Regions from separate parts of the Hordeum vulgare genome. Here region 2 is linked to region 1. The links are chromatin contacts, called in public Hi-C maps. All regions are on one chromosome and are shown on one strand. The core of a region is the stretch at or near the end of the contact, and the rest is flanking DNA. Distances in the headings are between cores, read along the strand shown.

What was found. A called contact is a pair of places that touch in the nucleus more often than the background predicts.
Region 2: a Hi-C map of leaf shows a contact between it and region 1, with 7 times the contacts expected there. The contact joins the promoter of LOC123426501 here to the promoter of LOC123426499 in region 1. A contact is called at or near these places in 5 of 6 Hi-C or Micro-C datasets (leaf and seedling) and 1 of 1 datasets of contacts at active chromatin or transcription factors (embryo).

What each region holds. Positions count from the first base shown.
Region 1 is chr2H:424,698,586-424,703,990 of MorexV3_pseudomolecules_assembly, forward strand. LOC123426499 (TBC domain-containing protein C1952.17c-like) reads left to right here and starts at 1,575. Exons shown (of 9, transcript XM_045110340.1): 1 at 1,575-1,997; 2 at 2,095-2,187; 3 at 3,104-3,208; 4 at 3,885-4,034; 5 at 4,328-4,426; 6 at 4,519-4,647. The coding sequence starts at 1,695.
Region 2 is chr2H:424,961,234-424,965,958 of MorexV3_pseudomolecules_assembly, forward strand. It overlaps LOC123426501 (ankyrin repeat and SAM domain-containing protein 6-like), which reads left to right and starts at 3,322. Exons shown (of 6, transcript XM_045110342.1): 1 at 3,322-3,597; 2 at 4,512-4,573; 3 at 4,663-4,725. The coding sequence starts at 3,473.

The DNA of each region.
Region 1 (5,405 bases), core at 325-2,824:
GGCCCACTCGGTAATACAACATCACACACAAGCCTTGCAAGCAATGTAACTTAGTGTAAGTTGCGTGATCTTGTATTACGGAACGAGTAAAGAGACTTGCCGGTGAACGAGATTGAAATAGGTATGCGGATACTGACGATCGAATCTCGGGCAAGTAACATACCGAAGGACGAAGGGAATGACATACGGGATTATATGAATCCTTGGCACTGAGGTTCAAACGATAAGATCTTCGTAGAATATGTAGGATCCAATATGGGCATCCAGGTCCCGCTATTGGATATTGACCGAGGAGTCTCTCGGGTCATGTCTACATAGTTCTCGAACCCGCATTATGCGTATTTGAGTTATATGGTTGGTTACCGAATGTTGTTCGGAGTCCCGGATGAGATCACGGACATCACGAGGGTTTCCGGAATGGTCCGGAAACGAAGATTGATATACAGGATGACCTCATTTGATTACCGGAAGGTTTTCGGAGTTACCGGGAATGTACCGGGAATGACGAATGGGTTCCGGGAGTTCACCGGGGGGGCAACCCACCCCGGGGAAGCCCATAGGCCTTGAGGGTGGCGCACCAGCCCTTGGTGGGCTGGTGGGACAGCCTAAAAGGGCCCTATGCGCATTGGAAGAAAAATCAAAGAGAAAAAAAAAGGAGGAGGTGGGAAAGGAAAGAAGGACTCCACCCACCAAACCAAGTAGGACTCGGTTTGGGGGGGAGTCCTTCCCCCCTTTGGCTCGGTCGAGCCCCTTGGGGCTCCTTGAGCCCCAAGGCAAGGTCTCCCCTCTCCCACCTATATATACGGAGGTTTTAGGGCTGATTTGAGATGACTTTTCCACGGCAGCCCGACCACATACCTCCACGGTTTTTCCTCTAGATCGCGTTTCTGCGGAGCTCGGGCGGAGCCCTGCTGAGACAAGATCATCACCAACCTCCGGAGCGCCGTCACGCTGCCGGAGAACTCTTCTACCTCTCAGTCTCTCTTGCTGGATCAAGAAGGCCGAGATCATCGTCGAGTTGTACGTGTGCTGAACGCGGAGGTGCCGTCCGTTCGGCACTAGATCGCGGGACTGATCGCGGGACGGTTCGCGGGGCGGATCGAGGGACGTGAGGACGTTTCACTACATCAACCGCGTTCACTAACGCTTCTGCTGTACGGTCTACAAGGGTACGTAGATCACTCATCCCCTCTCGTAGATGGACATCACCATGATAGGTCTTCGTGCGCGTAGGAAATTTTTTGTTTCCCATGCGACGTTCCCCAACAGTTAACGTGTGAAGAGTAGAAGAAGAGATGAAGAGCAAATGATGAAATCGCTGTCTCATTGATTGAAGATGTGGGTATATATACCCCAGTACAAAGACGGTTACAAGGAGCAGTTGCTAAACTAAAGCAACCGACATAGCAGAGATTATCCCTTAATTAATGTATTTAATTAATTCCTAACAATTAGTACTCATGAAAACATTAAAACACCAGGTGACTGAATGTCAGCCAAGCAGCAGCTTTCTCCTCAAAAGAAAAAAAGAAAAAAAAGAGGAAAAGAAAGCTGGAGAAGAGAAGAACACCGAGGCACCGACCGGTCCAAGTCCAACCCACCCGTCCCCTCCGATCCGGGGGACTCCTCCCCATTCCCAACTCCTAAACCCATCGCCGCCACCGGCACCATCTCCCCCGGCCTCAGCAGCCGCCATGGCCGACGGCGCCAACCCAAACCCCACATCGACACCCAGGCAGAAGGCAGTCCCGGACTGGCTCAACAGCCCGATCTGGTCCACCCCTGCCCCTACCCCGCGCCACCGCTCCCCTCCCCGCGCCCCCTCCCCTCCCCCCCCTCCCCCTCCCAAGCCGCAGCTCGATCCGACCCCGCCGCCCCCTCGTCAACCCGCGCGGCGCGACGGTGCAAGCTCTGACTCCGACTCCGACAGCGTCGGCGTGGACGATGGCGCGGCCACCTCCTCCCGGACCCACCTCGTCGCGGACTTCAAAGCGGCGGTGAGTGTTGGCCTCTCCCGGTCGAGTCACGGGACTTCGCTGTTTAGCTTTGGTTTGTAACTTGTTCGTTCGTTTCCTTGTGTATCGCTGCGTGTAGCTGGAAAGGAAGGTGGTGGATCTGGCAGAGCTGCGGAGGCTCGCGTGCCAGGGCGTGCCAGACGACCCCGCCCTGCGGCCTGTTGTCTGGAAGGTCTGGGAATTCTCCCATTTTCTTCGTATCATTTTTTCCCTATGTGTTTGTGCAGTTTGCTTGGGTCTGGCCAAGTGTTTGCTCTCTCGTTCACATACTAGTGATATGACATGACATTGGCAAGAAAGTTTAAGAGTTACTCCCTCTGTACCTAAATAATCGTAGTTCTCCCCAACTACAATTATTTAGGTATAGAGGAAGTACATTTTTAAGCCCTGATGCTTGTTGATGGCCTCGTATGATCTTTGTTGATTCCATATATGGCATGATGCCCCAATTGAGTCTAGGATGGGGCTGCCATGCTTGGTTCATCTAAATGAGGGTAGTATCGTTTGGTCGGAATGCCACACATTAGATTTATGACAAAAAAAATACCTTCATGTGATTGGTCTTGAAACTTATGCATCATTTGTAATGAAATATGAACATTTATGCTTACTTCACCATGGACTCGCATATTTCATGAAGCGCTCATGGAATTTACTTATATTCCATGAATAAGTCCTTGAACAATTGATTCACAAATAGAACATGGTTTTCAAATATTCTAGATTGGTTCATGAATAGACTTCTGATGCCAAGTTCTCAACTAGGGAAAAATATATTCTCAAGCTTGTCGAGATCTTCCCAGGAGCAAAAATAAATGAGTCTGTAGTTTTTCCTTCTGTTTTGCATTTCTTTGCTATTTTTATGAATTTATTTCATTGCATATCATAATTTGGAACCATGCTCCAATTTTTATCTAGAGGTTTGAGAGTAGCTACTGTTATAGGTTTAGATTAGAAGAAACTGTTGAACAAATGGCAAGTATTTGAGGTAAAATCGATATTGTGAATTTAGTCTGCTGGTGTGGTTGATATTTTTTTCCTTCTTATAATATGTTACAAATTTATTTGACTTTCTTGATAGTTAGCAGCTTCTCTTGGGGTACTTGCCAATGGATCATGCTCTGTGGGCGTATGAACTGGAAAAAAAACGGTCACAGTACAGTGCTTTCAAAGATGAGCTTCTGGTTAACCCTGTAAGTTTCACATTGCGTTGTAAGCCCTTTACCATCGCAGATGCATGCGTTCTGTAGTTCTTTACCATTGCAGATGCATGAGTTCTATAGTTGTTCACCACTTACTATGTGTTTAACTGGATTGAAGAACACTCCCCTAGGAGGGCTAGGAGATCACTGGTGTTGGTGGCTATATATTGAAAGAAAATAAATCCAAATCAGTTACGGGCATGAAATACTCCTTTAACATCTTATGATTTTGTTGGTTTTGGTGACAGGCTGCTAGACAGCCACCTCATGCTGTCTGCCACAATTGTTCCCTCCTAACCATGTGCTACAATCGGTAAAAAATAGATGATATTTAGCAAGTTTGTTTTGGCTTGCAAATGGCAGATATTTTTATTGTCGAGATGGCATTTTCCTCCAATACCTGAATTAAATGCTGATTCATACTGGTGTAAAGAGATGGGTTATCTAAAACGACAGATAAAGTAGACCGTATGGAATATTTGAGACTTGACTAGAAAACGCTAGCCTTCGGCTAGCATGATCTATAATTACAGAACCCCACCCCACAACATACATTAAATTAATTTACTTCACGGTGATGTAGATTCTTCAACTTACCTACTTTGTGGTGGTTCTTTTTCCCATTTTTAACCAACCTGCACAACAATATATTTTTGGTTCTGGTCAGTCAGAAGTTACCCGAAGAATGGAAACGACTATTTCAAAAAGTAAGGAACGTAATTCTGAAGGAACTGGGTTTCTCCCAAGGGCGGAAATCGTTCAGGATGAACATCCTCTAAGCCTTGGGAAAACCAGTGTTTGGAACCAACACTTCCAGGTAAAATTACTGTACTTCATGTCTGCTTGTCATACTCTGTACATTGTACTTCCTCCGTCCCAAAATTATTGTCTTAGATTTGTCTAGATATAAATGTATCTAGTCAAGTTTTAATATTTAGATACATCTTTTTATAGACAAACCTAAGACAAGAATTTTGGGACGGAGGGAGTATCTATTAATTCATTTGCTTGTGAGAGACCTTTCTTTGCATTTCGCTGGTTAGTTAATGTGGTGATAAATATGTAAGTGTCTTAGCTACTAAAATATAAATGTTATCGAAATACTTTCAGGAATCTGAAACTGTAGAGCAGATTGATAGAGACGTTAAGCGTACCCATCCTGAGATGCAGTTTTTCAATGGTGGTGGTTCTGATGCCTTGTGTAATCAGGTAGGCATTTATCGTCTTCACATGATGCCGGTTATTACTCGTTTCTGGTACTTCTGTTTAGTCTAAATGTAAATGTGATGTATTTTTTCCAGGAATCACTGAAGAGAATACTTACCATCTTTGCAAAATTAAATCCGGGTATAAGATATGTACAAGGAATGAATGAAGTTTTGGCACCTCTCTACTATGTCTTCAAGAACGATCCAGACCAAAGTAACTCCGTAAGTTCTGTTAATGTCCCCATTTTCTTTAAAAAAAAGAAACTTTGGTTAGTTTTGTGGTGATGGAACAGACTGACCATGCTAAAGATTACATGATTTTCCTTATCTTGAGAGTTCTGCCTCAAGGTATTAATTGTTTTAAATTTGATTTTTCTTAATATTGATATAATATGTATCTGTGATGATGCAATGAGTGTTGGAGTTCGAATCTTTGAGTCATATCGTAAATGATGTGATGCATCTGTCTATACTCATTTCATTTCACAATGTTTGACCATGATATGCTTCCTGAACAGCTGGTATTTTCAACCAAGATATCCTTCCCTATTGTTTGGAGCTTTGAGCGTCTGCATTCATCTCTTATCATCTTGCCCATAGTTGATTATGCATTCTTTTTGTTTGTTTTCTTAGACATTTCTCCCACATCTTTGTTAAGAGGGGGGTTTACCTAACACTCGCATATTTTTTTGCTGAAACATGCGCTCTAAAGTGCCATGTGTTGAAAACAGTAACAGTACATCTTTATCTTCCAACAAACCAAGAGCTAAGAACGAATCATCTCTGATATATTTTGGCGGTCAATAATTTTGGATGAGTCAAAATGCATCTTCCGATTTTAGAATATATAAATCCCACTACAAACTTCTAGAGGAGAGGAGTTTCTTGTGGAGTTTACGGATTAGGCTCAACCTAACTGTTGTGGAAACGAACACCTATGGGATCGTGCGGATCCCTTTACGGTTCGGCGGGGAGAGAGG
Region 2 (4,725 bases), core at 2,072-4,571, 260 kb after region 1:
TCCGGCTTGATTTAGCATCAGTTGCACATCCACGATCTAATGGACAAGCCGAGCGAGCTAATGAGGAGATACTACGTGGAATCAAACCCAGGGTTATGTCTCATCTAGAATGAACCCCTGGCTGCTGAGTCGAGGAACTCCTCGTCTCCCTTTGGAGCATACAGACTACTCCCAGCAAATCCACACGCTACACGATGTTTTCTTGTTTATGGAGATGAAGCTATTTTGCCAAGTGATATGCGTCACGACCCCCCCCCCAGGGTTGCCGCTTATGTGCAAGATGATAATGAACAAGCTCATCAGGAATCTATGGATGCGTTGGAGGAAGAACACGATCTGGCAGCAACACGATAAGCTATCTATTAGGAAGACCTACGTTGTTATCATAGCCGTAGAGTTTGCAATTGGACTTTGTAGGAAGGTGACTTAGTGCTACCTTTGAATTCAAGACCAAACAAGCATCCATAAGCTTTCACCACCATGGAAAGGGCCCTTTGTCATTACCAAGAACCTCAACAACGGGTCATATTATCTTGTCAACATACGTGAACACAAAAAGTCACATACCTATAAGGAGGAGACCAACAGGCCTTGGAATTTTTCTCATCTTCGGCCTTATTACACTTAGAGCCACTAGCTCCAACTCATTCTGCATACCTATGTATATATATTTATATTCAATATAATAAAGTCAGCATCCCCGAAACTCGAGGTCTTTGTCGTTTCATCTCAAAAAATTGTGTACGAGTATTTGTTCTTTGATCATAGGTCAATTGGGGCTTCTAACTCATCGAGTTTAGCTATTAACACCCCTCTTGACCCAGCATATGCCATCATAAAAGCTTGGTTATACCTATCTGTTTGCTTGATGCTACTCCAAAAAGGTGACCCGGTGTACTCTGAATAAGTCAATCCATGTTGACCGTGAACTTGTTAAGGTTAAAACACCGGCTTAAGTCACGTAAGAGAAGGCTTACAAAAAGCGAGGATGAACCATAGGCTATCACGCTAGCTTCATTGAAGCAAGACCCGAGCCTCGAATGCCGGTCCTATGCCGAGCCTCCAAGCCGGCTTAATATTATGCAAATTCTATATTTCCATTGTTGATTATATATATATATATATATATATATATATATATATATATATATATATATATATATATATATATATATGGATTGACTATTCGTCACTCTGGGTGAGGAATAGTTATTCTTCACCCCCTCTATTTTCATATCAATGCATCGTAATTTTACGTTCCGTAAATTTTATCTTATTTCATATGTAAAAAAAGACCATAGTAAAATATATAGACACCATAAAAATATTTTATGTTATGTAAAATAACAAACATAAAAAATAGTGTAAAATATACATAAAATGCGTTTTTCTGGTCTTATGACCTATATTTTTGTTTTCTTATGTCAAACTTTACGTAGTGAACTAGTATAAATGTAAATATTTGCATTTTAAATGTAATTTAATTATAAAATGATTGTAAGATTACCTCGGGTGATGAATATATATATATATATATATATCGTAAAGTACCTCGGGTGAAGAATAACTTATTCATCACCCATGGTGCAGAATAAGTTATTATTCACACGAGATAATTTTATGATTGTTTTTAAATAATTTTTATTTAAAATACAAATAGTTACATTTATATTGATTTACGACGTAAAATTTGACACAAGAAAACAAATACATAGGCCACAAGACCACAAAGAATGCATTTTATGTATATTTTACGTTATGTTTTTATGTTTGTAATTTTACGAGACATAAAATATCTTTTAGGGTGATTGTATATTTACTTACGGTATTTTTTTTACGTATAAAATAATAAATTTTTTACAAAATATAAATTATATTGAATTAAAGTTAATATAGAAGGGGGTGAAGATAATTATTCCTCACCTAAGGTGACGAATAGTCAAACTCTAAGTTGTTCGTACAGTTCTAGTAAGTTATCCACTTTATCACCCATAAGTAAAAAAACTTTGTTTTTTATATGTCTAACTTTTAATAATAATTATAGCAGTCTAAACAATTCAAAAAGGAAGGTAATATTCTTATTCCTCAAGCACTTTTGCACTAAAACCCCTAACCTTTTTGAGCATCAATCCACTCTCTATGATTTTTTTTGCTTCATACATCACATATATACGAGATCAAAATCCTATGATGGCATGTAACTTTTCTACATGTTTGCTATGCTCCATAAATAAGGGGATACCACGCTTACGATCAACGATCAAACGTGGAGACACGCAAGTGCCGGGTTGCGGCCTTGTTGATCAAGCCGTCCTATAATATGCATGTGTCCGTGTTTTGTTCATACGTCATACGATACTAGAATCTTTGTTTGTACATCTTTTTTATGGATCTCGATCTAGACTCTCGTCAAAGTCGAACCTTTCCTAAGCTCTTTCATGAATATGCCACGTGACGGAGGAGCAGCAGACGCAACCGTTGAATGAGGTTAGTGATCTCACGACAATCCAACGAGATAATTCATTTGGGTATCCGTGCACTGATCGATTTCGAACACGGAGAGCATGGAAGCATGGCTAGCCGACATGGCTTCCATGGAGGAAGAGGTGTGCCGAGACCGACGATAAAGCCCAAACCTTGACCTTCTCTCCTACCTAGCCATGAGTCTCCACGTCCTTACCGCACCACTGCCACCCTCGCCCGCTACCAATCTATTGCGAGGTCCGTTCATAGCCACATCGGCTCAGCTCTGTCGGCGTTTCCTGATGAGTAGAGCGAGGAAAATGACCTTGCAGCGGGTGTTTAGAGCGGCTCGCTGACGTCTTGGCATGAATGCCACCAGACTGACAACGTCATCCCTCTGCCATGTGGCTGCAAGGTCGTACACAACCAGCAATAGCGTCCACCCGATTACAGCCCGCGTAGCGGTTTGGATTTGTCCATCCATCCAAATTTCAAGGTAAGCAAGACGTTAGTCTTCTACACGTAAAATTTTGAAAATATTCAACATTACCTTACTTTGGCATGGTTGAATGACAAGTGTATCGTGCGGTGGTTGAGCTTGTTGTGTTTGGGTTAATCATGTTTTTACATATTGTGATTAGATAAACATCACAATCATTATCAACGAAGACGCGAAACAGGATAAACGGTGACATGGATATCGCGATGTGCTGAAATGAAGGACGTGACCTTTGGGTCTTGATCCATGTTTACTGAGATAGAGGCCTGTATTTTTTTTCCCGTTGAGCTAGACTCTCAAGCGTCAAAAAGCCATCGTTCTCCAATAAACCGTGCACAGACAGCTGGGTCCCGCATCCCAGCCCCACCGGCCATTTGCCTCCGTTCGTTCATCTCCTCCGCCTCTCCACCGTCCCTCCTCCTTTCTCTTCCCTCCCTCATCTCGTGTCGGCTCGAAAGTCGAAACCCTAGACCAATTACCCTCCCCTCGCAGGTAGGAACAGGGACAGAGATGTATGCGGACCAGATCTCCACCGGCCGCAAGCGCTCCATCCACGACCGCCTTGACGCCGACCTCCCCTCCGGCCGCGGCGGCGCGGACTCCACCGGCCGGGCTCGTAACGCGCTGTCCAAGAGGTCAGCTTAAGCTCCGCTCCCACCCGCTCCTTCCATATCGTTGATACGGCTCCATCTGTAACCTTAGCTCAGGGCTTCTCGCTCTGTGCGCTCCTATGTGCTAAGGGATGGTGGAAATTAGGGCGTTATTTTAGGTTGCTCGGGCTGAAGGCGCCGCCCCTAGATTCCATGGCTTCGTTCATGTTAGAATTTAGGTGCTGGAGAGTAGGGACGAGCTTTGAGCTGCGTGACGTGTGTCGTTTGTCTGAGCGATGGGAATTGTGGTGTCAGATTCAATGATTCAGCACGGCATATATCATGAATTGATCTTTTGGATGCTATGTCATTATGCAGAATAACATGGGAATTGCAGCTTTAAGTTTCTGGGTAATCCTTCTTTTTGTTGTTGTCAAGCGCTTGCTTTACTGTTTTACCTGAGGATTTGTGATTCCATAAGGTTAGTATCATGGTGTGGACTATAGAATGAGCTTGGATAACGCTTATGTGAGCTATAGAAGCTAATGATGAAACCTTGGACACAGTGTTTTACTAAATCTAGCAGTAGCTTATGTAACTGAGGTATGAACTATTGTAGAATCAATCACCAATGCATTGCTATTGATTATTTGATAGATAGTTTGTTATTTCTAAACAAACCAGTCCTACATTCTAGTCTGAAAGTATTGAGGGTGAATAACATGTTGGTTCACTTCTATCCTCATGTATAAACTCGTCCTGTGTAAAGCTTGCTGCATGAGCCTTGATGTGTTTAAGCCTGCTTGTAAAAGAAAGATCAATGCTCTTTGCTAGCATGCATGGTTTCAGTTATTAAGGGATCTATAGTTCATGTGAGCATTGTACTGTTCATGTTTCCCCACTTCACTAGACTAGCAAATTTCACGAGTATTGATTATCTTGACGTATACTACCTGTAGGCAACGACAAACTGATGATAAATGGAAGCATGATCTTTACCGGGATGATGAATCAGCTTCAAGTAATCTATATGTTGATGTATCTTAAATTAAGTAAGGCAAGCTACCTTTTATTTTGGTCCCATTTTAACTTTATCTGTCTGCACTTAAGGATCAGCCGATCCACGGGATTTGCGATTCAAGCTTCAGAGGAAAAGCTCTCAACAAGGGTTTG